3 separate regions of the Mus musculus genome follow, and all the other regions are linked to region 1. A link is a contact called in public HiChIP or PLAC-seq data. All regions are on one chromosome and are shown on one strand. Each heading gives the region's core, a stretch centred on a gene start, on an enhancer-like site or on the middle of the called end of the contact. The rest is flanking DNA. Distances are from core to core; before and after follow the strand shown. Region 1 overlaps Itgb5 (integrin beta 5). Region 2 overlaps Kalrn (kalirin, RhoGEF kinase). Region 3 overlaps Kalrn (kalirin, RhoGEF kinase).

Region 1 (3,131 bases), core at 446-2,945:
GATATATGTCTGACTTCCTTTTGTTCTGTAACTACAAAACTTCCTTTAACTTATCCAGGGTAGAACATACTGGAATCCTTGTTCCCAGGCCACAGGGACTCAGAATAAACTTTTTTTTTTCTTAAACTTCCTTTAAAGGAAGAGCCATTATTTTCCTTTATGGTATTTACAGACACCACCAGCCCAAGCCTACTTTGAATTGTTACACAAGAAACTCACTTCACAAGCTCCTGTCTTCCTCAGAATGCTTAGCCAAAGATCAGGAGACTATAGCTGAGTCCTATCTGGTTCTCACACAAAAGAGAACAGAGTCTGGTTTCTCCAAATAGGATTAACACTCAACACTACAAAGAGACCAGAACGTATAGCCTGGGAGTGCAGCTCAGTGTAGATCAAGGCCCCCGGAATCAATCCCTAACCCTGTGAGCAACTCAGTCAAAAGAGGACAAAACGTCCCGCAGGGTTAAAGCGCTTGCCTAACGTGCATAACACCTTAGGTTCAATCCTCAGTACCACGCACAAACAAAACAAGGAAAGAACCCAGAAAAGAAACCCTTGAGGCTGGCCTAGCAGCACAGGTGCTGGAAATACAGGCGCAGGAGGAGTGTAAATTCAAGACTTGCCTAGGCTAGAGAGCAAATTCAAAGCCAGCCCAGACAACTTAGTAAGACTGTCTCATATTTTAAAAACAAAAAAAACAACAACAACAAAACGAAAAACCTGGAGAGGTAAGGTGATGGGCTAAAGAGGTGATTATTCAGTACAACCTCGTACGCAAACATCTAGAACAAGTCAGAGCCGGGTGAATGAGCCAGCACCTGATCAGCCTCTGATGGAAAGTTCTGTGGCTCTTGTCCCACCCACTCTGCCCCTCCCCTCTCCCACCCCAGTACACATACCTCTTTGGAGCACCAGGCACATTTTGGGTGGATCAACAGGCATTCTTCACACGAGGTGGCACTTCCACTAGTGCATATGTTGAGCCCTTCAAAGCAAGATGAAAATCCATCAGTCAGTTTCTAGCTATAAACATCATTGGCAGGGAAGGAGGGATGAGGGCTCAGCCAAAGCGCTTGCTGCTCTCTCAGAGAACCAGAGCCTGGTTCCCAGCACTCCTATCAGGCAGCCCACGACCACCTGCAACCAGCTCCAAGGAACAGGATGCCTTCCCCTGACCTTCCTAATAATAATAATAAATAATAATAAATTAAATTTAAAAGCATGACTAATGAAGTAAGTCTCAGAGTGCCCCGGTGAGGACCAGCATGGGAGTCACTCCCTTAACAGGTCTGAGGCTATAAAGAACCCCAGTGCTAACTTCAGGTTTTGCTGGGGCTAAGGCAGTCTCTGAAGTCTCGGCTAACCATGTGCATTAGTTAGCAACTCCTGCTCCTGCTGGGTCAACGAGGCTTCTCTTTTCCCTTTTAGTAAGCAAATGCTCCCCTTTATGATGGAAAAGGTCTTCTTACACTCAGAGAACCCAAAAATAGGGTGGTGGTAAAAAAAGAGATCAGTTTCATTTAGATGTTAAAAGAGAAAAAAGAAAAAAGAAAGAAATCCCAAATCCAATTACTCTGGATATTAACTCATCAAAATCTACAGTTATTTAAAGAAGGCCAGCAGGCGCACACCCTTAGTGGAGAAACAAGAGACTGGTAAGATAAAGGGAGCCATTGATTCAGCAAATCTACTAGCAGGCCAAGGAGGGAAAACCTGTCAGTGTCCAATAGGTAACAAAGAAAGCACTGGGCGTAGTCACTCGGAGGAGGCAGGAGAATCAGGAGCTAGACCAGCCCTGAGCTACACAGGGATTTATTTCCAGACTGGCTAAGCTATGTAGGGAGACTTTTCCCAAAACTCGGTGTGGTGGTGCCTTTATCCCTGCACTCTAGAGGCAGGCAGGTCTCTGTGAGTTCCCTGTTAGCCAGGGCTACATAGTGAGACCTTATCAACGGAGGGAGGGAGGGAGGGAGGGAGAAAGGAAGGTAGGAAGGAAGGTAGGAAGGAAGGAAGGAAGGAAGGAAGGAAGGAAGGAAGGAAGGAATTGAGGAAGGAATTGAGGAAGGAAGGAAGGAAAAGGGTAGGAAAGGGAAGGGACAGTTATTCAGGGGCTGTGAGGATGACTCAGAAGGAAGAGGAAGCAGGAGTTCAAATCCCTAAAAAGCCTGGCCAGGCCACACACAGCTGTAACCCCAACACTGTTGGGGAAGCAGAGACAAGAAAATGGCTGGGGCTTGCTGACTACCAGCCTACCTCAGCTTCTGTGAGGGGCCATGCCTCAAAGGAGTTTGTTTTTGAGACAGGGTTTCGCTGTGTAGCTTGGTTGTCCTGGAACTCACTCCGTAGCCCAGGCTGACCTCTAACTCACAGAGATCCGCCTGCCTCTGCCTCCAGAGAGCTGGGATTAAAGGAGTGAGCCACCACCACCCTGCAACAAATGACTTTTAAAAATTAATTCTTGGGATATATAGCCCTGGTTCACTCCAAATAAGGTGTATGCATGCAAGCCCACCCCAAATAAAGGAATACTCACAAACTTTAAAATTAATTCATTAATTCATTCATTCATGGGCTGGAGAGATGGCTCAGGGGTTAAGAACACTGAATTTCTTCCTGAGGTCCTCAGTTCAATTCTCAGCAACCACATAGTGGCTCACAACCATCTGTAATGGGATCCTATGCCCTCTTCTGGTGTGTCTGAAGACAGTTACAGTGTATTCATATACATAAAATAAATAAAATCTTTTTTAAAAAAATTAGGGCTGGAGAGATGGCTCAGCGTTAAGAGCACTGACTGCTCTTCCTGAGGTCCCCAGTTTAATTCCCAGCAACCACGTGGTGGCTCACAACCATCCATAGTGAGATCTGACGCCCTCTTCTGGGGTGTCTGAAGACAGCTACAGTGTACTTACATATAATAATAAATCTTTTAAAAAACAAAGCCAAAAAACTTTTAAAAATAAATAAAATAAAATAATTCAACACACATTTTTGATCATTAAAAAAAATATATATCAGAGCACTTGGGAGGCAGAGGCAGGCGGATCTCTGAGTTTGAGGCCAGCCTGGTCTACAAAGTGAGTTCCAGGACAGCCAGGGTTAAACAGAGAAACCCTGTCTCGGAAAACAAA
Region 2 (3,101 bases), core at 544-3,043, 140 kb before region 1:
AGCAGTTCCATGTGTAAGAAGTTTATTGGGAGAGAGAGGGGCAAGGAAGGTGGTGGTGAAAAGAGAAGAGGGAAGAGAGAAAGACAGGGGGGGTTGTTCCTCTTATATATATGGATGGTAACGTGGTCACAGGTAAAGGTGGGAGGTGAGCCCAATGGATTCTGGGAATATGGTGGCCATTGTCTTGGCAACAGGTGTGTAGATTGCACTGTTGCCTATGTGATGTCACAGGTTTCAGAGGTCCTGATACCAACAGTCACCATATTATAAACTAGATCACCAGAACGTATTTCTCTTCCCTAGCTATAATCTGTATTTCTTACACTTATTTTCATTTTCTTCCTATTATGTACTCTCAGGCTTGACTCATTTAAGAAGACTTTCCTGGTGGTTGACTGATTGACAAGAGTGGAGTTGGAATGAGAGAAGTTTATCTATCAATCTATAGCCATAGCACCCCCAAACTACTACCTAGAATTTTCTATCCAAGACATCTCTGGAATGTCAGATTATCTAGATATCAAACATAGAAAGATACAGCTTTTTTCATTAATTAATTTGCTTATTTACTTTACATCCCAATCAAAACTCCTTCTCCCTCCTCTCCTCCCAGTCCTTCCCACTCACCTTACCTCTTCACATCCCTCATCCCACCCTCCGCAAAGGACCAGTCTCAGTTTGGAAGAGGAGTTCTGAGAGAAGGGGTGTCTGGGAGCTGTGAAAACAAACAACTTAAAGTGTGTTGTGTGTAGCTTTTTGCTATCCTGCCTAAGCTCTGGGAACAGGCTGTGCTACCAATCCCCTCCCAGCTTTCTTTGAATCAAAGGATAGAAGATACACACACACACACACACACACACACAGAGTTGTTCATTTTCAGCTTGCCTTCTTGGCACAATTGCTGGGTGCTACTATTTCTTACCTGGAAAAACATGCCCTTAGCTCAAAACTTCCCACTACCCTATCTTTAGTTGGTCAGTTGCATCTAGTCCCTGATAAACATCTCTAACCATCCACCTATAGGAGTGGCAACAGCCCATGACTCCTCCTCAGACCTCACATCATGGTTGCCTGGTTCTTCTCTCTCCAAAGCATGGCGAACTCCCTCTCTCCTTCCTTGCATCATCCTGCTTGCCTCCCAGAACCTAGAAGTCCCACATGTATCTTCTGACCAGCAATTGTCTCATGGCATTCTTTATTGACAGATCAAGAACCAGTTGGTGAACAGGACCTTAGCATCAGAACCTCCCCTACAGAAGTCAAATTGTGGGTCCAAGCTGGCCACCTAGGTTCTGTTGAAATGGCTTTTCAGATTGCTGTGTGTGTGTGTGTGTGTGTGTGTGTATGTGTGTGTGTGCGTGTGTGTATGTGTGTGCGTGTGTGTGCGTGTGTGTGTGCGTGTGTGTGTGTGTGTGTGTGTGTGTTTGCGTGTGTGTGTGTGTGTGTGTGTGTGTGTGTGTGTGTTTTCAGCATTGTCTTCCTTTTTTAAAAAATTTTTCTGGTTGAGACAGCTCTCTCTGCTAGTAGAAATTCTACAAGAAACCGAGATAGTTCATAAATTTTCTAACCAAAGTCAGAAAAGCTGCTATAAAAAAAATTATTGGATCTTTCATCCAAGTCAGAAATCCTGTTAGAAAAAAAATTGTTGAAGAGCTGTTTTTGCTCTCCAGAGATTTCGGACAGCTCAGCCCTTGAGAGAGAAAATTCTAAAGCACTTCTGTCACACTCTGCCTACCTCATCTCATACAGACCAAGAGGACCAAAGGCCTGTCTTTTTGTTTACAGATCAATTCAGGCATTTACTTTAGGTTTCCTTTTGATTATCCTATGAGTCAGCATTCCAGTGACCCCAGACCTTTGTTTCCTAGGAGACAGCAAGCATACATTTTCCTTAACATTGCAAAAGAATTCAGAGACCTGCCTGCCTTTGTTAAGCACAGATGAGAAAGTAGTTGGGTGGGACCCCTCCCTGAAATGACCAATTCTACCACACTAGGGCCTGGACTTTCCGTGTCCCAGAATGACCTTGGACTCAGGAATCTGCCTGCCTTTGACTCTTTCTGACAAACTGGCTCATTAATGCAGCTGCCCACGCTCCCTTAGATTGTGAACCCCTTATAATTCATATTGCATAGTTACATTTTTACATAGTTGAGAAATTATATATATTTGATTTCATGTACTTAGAGCTCTTTCCCATAGCCTTAAGGCCTGTCCTGAAGGTCCCAGTGTTTACCATTTTGCTGAGACTTAGCCACACCCTCAATTTCTGGATGTGCTGTTTTTAATTATCATGAAGTCATTAATATTATCAGGGAGGATATTCCTTGGAAGGAAAGAGTCTTCAACTGCTAGTACATTATTACACAAACAAGCCTTACACCCACAGCAGCCATTGACACTCATGGAGGCTCACACCAGGATCCTGTCCAAGGCTCAGGAACCATGTCACTCTGTCCTCACCAAGACCACACTGGGTTGGCATCCCCTCCCTTTCTCCTCACAATCTGCCCTGACATATAAGTTTGCTGTAGGACCAGGCACAGAAAGAAAGGTACAGCTCTTATCCTTAGGGGCCACAAGTCCAACAGTTAGAACCAAGAGATAAATAATGCTTTAAATATGGCGTGGAAATACTAGAGACCATGTATTACTCAGGGCTGTGAGAACATAGAACTGTTCTTTGTTGGATGTGATCTTCAGGGAAGACGTGTGGGAAGCAAGGCCTGACTAGAATCACGTGCTCAATCTTGCTCTGCCTGTAGTGGTCAATAGGGATAACTGGTGCAACCCTCCTGGACCAGAAAATCAAGATTCCCATTCCCTAGTCTCAGATGGATGCAGGCTAGAGAACAGCTCTAAGGAAGGTGGGGTGGCTGATCTTTTCTGGCTTGGAGCAGTGTTGCTGTAACTGTCCCCCTCATTTGTTCCAAGTATCTCTGAGAGTTCCTTGTGATGAGCACAGTACCACTCCTCTCTGATCTTTCCTCTCTTGCCTCATACTAGAAGACCAGAGGGAGGTAGGGAGCCTTCCAGGGGCTCCATCCTTTTCCACTTATCAATAAAATAGAAGGATCCCGTAGCAAGGAACAAATTAGGGG
Region 3 (2,787 bases), core at 41-2,540, 240 kb before region 1:
AGACTGTCCCTTGGCAGGGTGTGGAGATGGATTTTATTTGGGCAACTGGGGCCCTGTCTGAAAGAGTAACATAAATATCAAAAGTTTTGTTGCTCCCTTTCATTGGGCCCCTAACACACTGTGTGAACTCTGGGTCCTATTAAAGGAGTCTTTCCAAAAGGCCTTGCTAAGTATTATGGGAAACCACAAAGAGAATACAGCCAAAGTGCACAGGGCCAGATATGGCTGTGTGGAGTTCCAGTTTGGGTACCTTGCTTGAAGCTGCTTTATTTCAGTAGCTCGGATAGACTGGGCACAGTGTCACACCACAGTCCTAACGCTGGGACTGAAGCCAGGAGGTCAAGGCCAGCCTGGGCAGCACAGGGAGGGAAGGGGACAAGGTACTCACATGGAAGCCTTTACTCTGCAGACCCTGAGCATCTGTGCTCTCTGGCCACAAAGGGCCATGGTGGCACCTTTACTTTATGACCTCTGTCCCTGTGGAACTGTCAACCTGTGACCTGAAGCTTCATCTTAGGTAGCTTACCACTGGGATCTAAATTAAAAACAGCAGACTCCCATTCCCTGCCTCTTCCCTTGGCCATTCCCACTCATCCTGAGCACCCACCCATCCCACTCACCCAAAGGCGGGGATCAGCTTCTGTCCTGAGGTCTCGCCATCCACAGCTCCTGCCTCTCCCAGGACCCACCACCTCCACAGTTATGGCCCCCATCTCAGGTGTGTCTAGGGACCCCTCTTTGGATACATTGTAGATCTGATTGTGGGCCGTTGTTCTAAGTCAGTTCAGGGATAGGCCTAGAGACATGGCTGAGCAGTTAAGTCCAAGAAGTCTTGGGTTTGATGTGCAGCACCCACTTGTCAGCTCACAACTGTCTGGGAACTTCAGTTCTAGGGTATCTGACTCCCTCTTTTGGTCTCCATGGGAACTGCATGCATGCAGTACAAAGACATGCACACAAGTGAAAACACCCATACACATAAATAGTAACAACAAAGGTTAAAAAAAAGAAAAGCCAGCAACAACCCTGCTTGTTCATTTGTGTTCTGTCAGAGTCAGAAGCCTCAGCAACCCTTGTAAGGTTTGTTTCAAGCTTTCTAATTTTTAATCTCCCAGTTCCTTGTGATTTGGTTTAGAAATTCTGTCCCTTCAGCCTAACAAATAGTGCTTCCATTTGAGAGCGTCAGCAGCCAGCCATACTACACTGACTCCCTCTCTCCTCACACAGCTAGTGATCCGGCTCAGTCCCAGGGAGGTGGTCAGGTCTAAATTTAACTCTGACCCTTCTGCCAGCGAGGCAAGCCAGAGCTTTGAGAGCAAAACCAGAGCTGGGCTGTTCCCAGGGAGTGTGTATGTGTGGGAGAGGGGAGGGGGAAGGGAGGGGGATGGGCCTTTCCAAGAGCCTAAGCTGCCCTGGGAGAAGATGAGGAGGCAGTGGGGGGCGGGGCGGGACCACAGGTATCACTGTTGGCCTTTATCCTAGCTTGTCTGAGTCGCTCAGAGAAAGTCCCTCACACTCTCCGGCCCTCCCAGATTCCTCCCATTGTAAAATGTCCATGACATAACTCAGTGGCTTGTAATTGCCATGGCTACTTGCCAAACATTATGCTACAATTATGTGTTCACCTTTGTCTCCTAATCCAAAGACAACCGGTCACAGGTTAGAGAGATACACAACCTGCTCATTGTGCTATGTTGATAGCTTGCCACCACCGGCTCCAGGCTTGAGTCGGTTGGCATCTTCTTCTGTATCCGTGGGTGCATATGGCAGAGACGGGGCGGGACCAGTGTCTGAAGTCCTGGTTGTAGAATGGCTGTGTCAAGACGGGCACTAGGAGCAGAGCACTGAAGGCAGTTTAGCCCCATGTGTAAGTACGGTCCGTCGCATTCAGCACTCTGTGCCGTAGAATGCGTCTGTGTGATGCTTCTGGCCTTGGGTCAGGTTATGATTCAATGGGATCATCTCTGTGTTTCTATCTGATCTCTGACAGATGCTTAGCAAGCAGTCCTATGAGTTCCTGTGTCTTTACAAAGTGCCTTCACTGGAAGTTAAGAGGCAAAAAAGAGCCCAAAGCTTTTGTGGGGAAATGCCTGGTTAGTATCACAAGTGGACTTGACTGGGAGGGAGTGTAGGCCAGCCAGCTATCTGGGGCTTAGCTGTCTCTTCTCTTCTCTCTCTCTCTCTCTCTCTCTCTCTCTCTCTCTCTCTCTCTCTCTCCCTCCCTCCCTCCCTCTCTCCCTCTCTCTCTCCCTCCCTCCCTCCCTCTCTCCCTCTCTCTCTTCCTCTCTCTCTTCCTCTCCCTCTCCCTCTCCCCCCCTCGCTCTCTCGCTCTCAGTAAACGATCTAATCATGAGCAGTTCTTTTAGCGCTGAGTTTCTCGCTGGCATCAGTGCTCCCTAAGTGTGCCAGCTCTGTCTGGTAACCTGACTTCCATAGGCCAGTTCCTTCCACAGTCTGCTCTAGAGAACATAGGTGGTTGTGAGGATTTAGGTGAAAACACAGAGTTCCTGGCTCCCGAGCTCAGAGGATGCAGGCAGACTCTAGCTCGAGGGCTGTAACGTTCTCCCCAGCGCCAGGTGTTTTTTGTCCTTACAAGGCCTTCATTCCGAACGAGCTCCTAAGTGGGATGGGGTGGACAAGTGAGCACTGCTTTCAAGGAGACAGATGTGGGACATGGGCCTCCTGTCTGGGCCTTTTGCCTGATCTTTGGGCTGTAGGAGCCTCTCCACTATTGATCTGCAGATCTTGGGCTGAGTTTAGGTGCTGGTTCTCCTAAGAGTGGTCTCC

Evidence for each region. HiChIP or PLAC-seq counts read pairs in DNA pulled down with a chosen protein or histone mark.
Region 2: a contact with region 1 is called in an H3K27ac HiChIP or PLAC-seq map of embryonic stem cells, with 10 read pairs. The contact joins two enhancer-like sites. A contact is called at or near these places in 3 of 39 promoter capture datasets (hematopoietic stem and progenitor cells, neutrophils and pre-B cells), 1 of 15 datasets of contacts at CTCF or cohesin (CD8 T cells), 19 of 115 datasets of contacts at active chromatin or transcription factors (bone marrow-derived macrophages, embryonic basal ganglia, embryonic forebrain and 13 more) and 3 of 9 other capture datasets (adipose tissue, liver and pancreatic islet).
Region 3: a contact with region 1 is called in an H3K27ac HiChIP or PLAC-seq map of extraembryonic endoderm stem cells. The contact joins two enhancer-like sites. A contact is called at or near these places in 1 of 484 Hi-C or Micro-C datasets (extraembryonic ectoderm), 13 of 115 datasets of contacts at active chromatin or transcription factors (cardiomyocytes, embryonic hindbrain, embryonic stem cells and 7 more) and 3 of 9 other capture datasets (adipose tissue, liver and pancreatic islet).

Annotation. Positions count from the first base shown.
Region 1 is chr16:33,842,840-33,845,970 of GRCm38.p6, reverse strand. It overlaps Itgb5 (integrin beta 5), which reads right to left. Exons shown (of 15, transcript NM_001145884.1): 2 at 900-985. Among named protein-coding and RNA genes, the nearest start is that of Itgb5, 15 kb to the right of the region's middle. Within about 2 kb of position 1,695, at least 18 of the 459 cell types and tissues checked have an H3K27ac peak or open chromatin away from gene starts, as enhancers often do. A contact at or near this core is called in embryonic stem cells, epiblast stem cells, extraembryonic ectoderm and 1 more, where this site is marked.
Region 2 is chr16:33,978,858-33,981,958 of GRCm38.p6, reverse strand. The region is part of intron 58 of Kalrn (kalirin, RhoGEF kinase); the gene reads left to right. Among named protein-coding and RNA genes, the nearest start is that of Umps, 13 kb to the right of the region's middle. Within about 2 kb of position 1,793, at least 28 of the 459 cell types and tissues checked have an H3K27ac peak or open chromatin away from gene starts, as enhancers often do. A contact at or near this core is called in embryonic stem cells, where this site is marked.
Region 3 is chr16:34,080,819-34,083,605 of GRCm38.p6, reverse strand. The region is part of intron 34 of Kalrn (kalirin, RhoGEF kinase); the gene reads left to right. Among named protein-coding and RNA genes, the nearest start is that of Gm41448, 38 kb to the left of the region's middle. Within about 2 kb of position 1,290, at least 69 of the 459 cell types and tissues checked have an H3K27ac peak or open chromatin away from gene starts, as enhancers often do. A contact at or near this core is called in epiblast stem cells, extraembryonic ectoderm and extraembryonic endoderm stem cells, where this site is marked.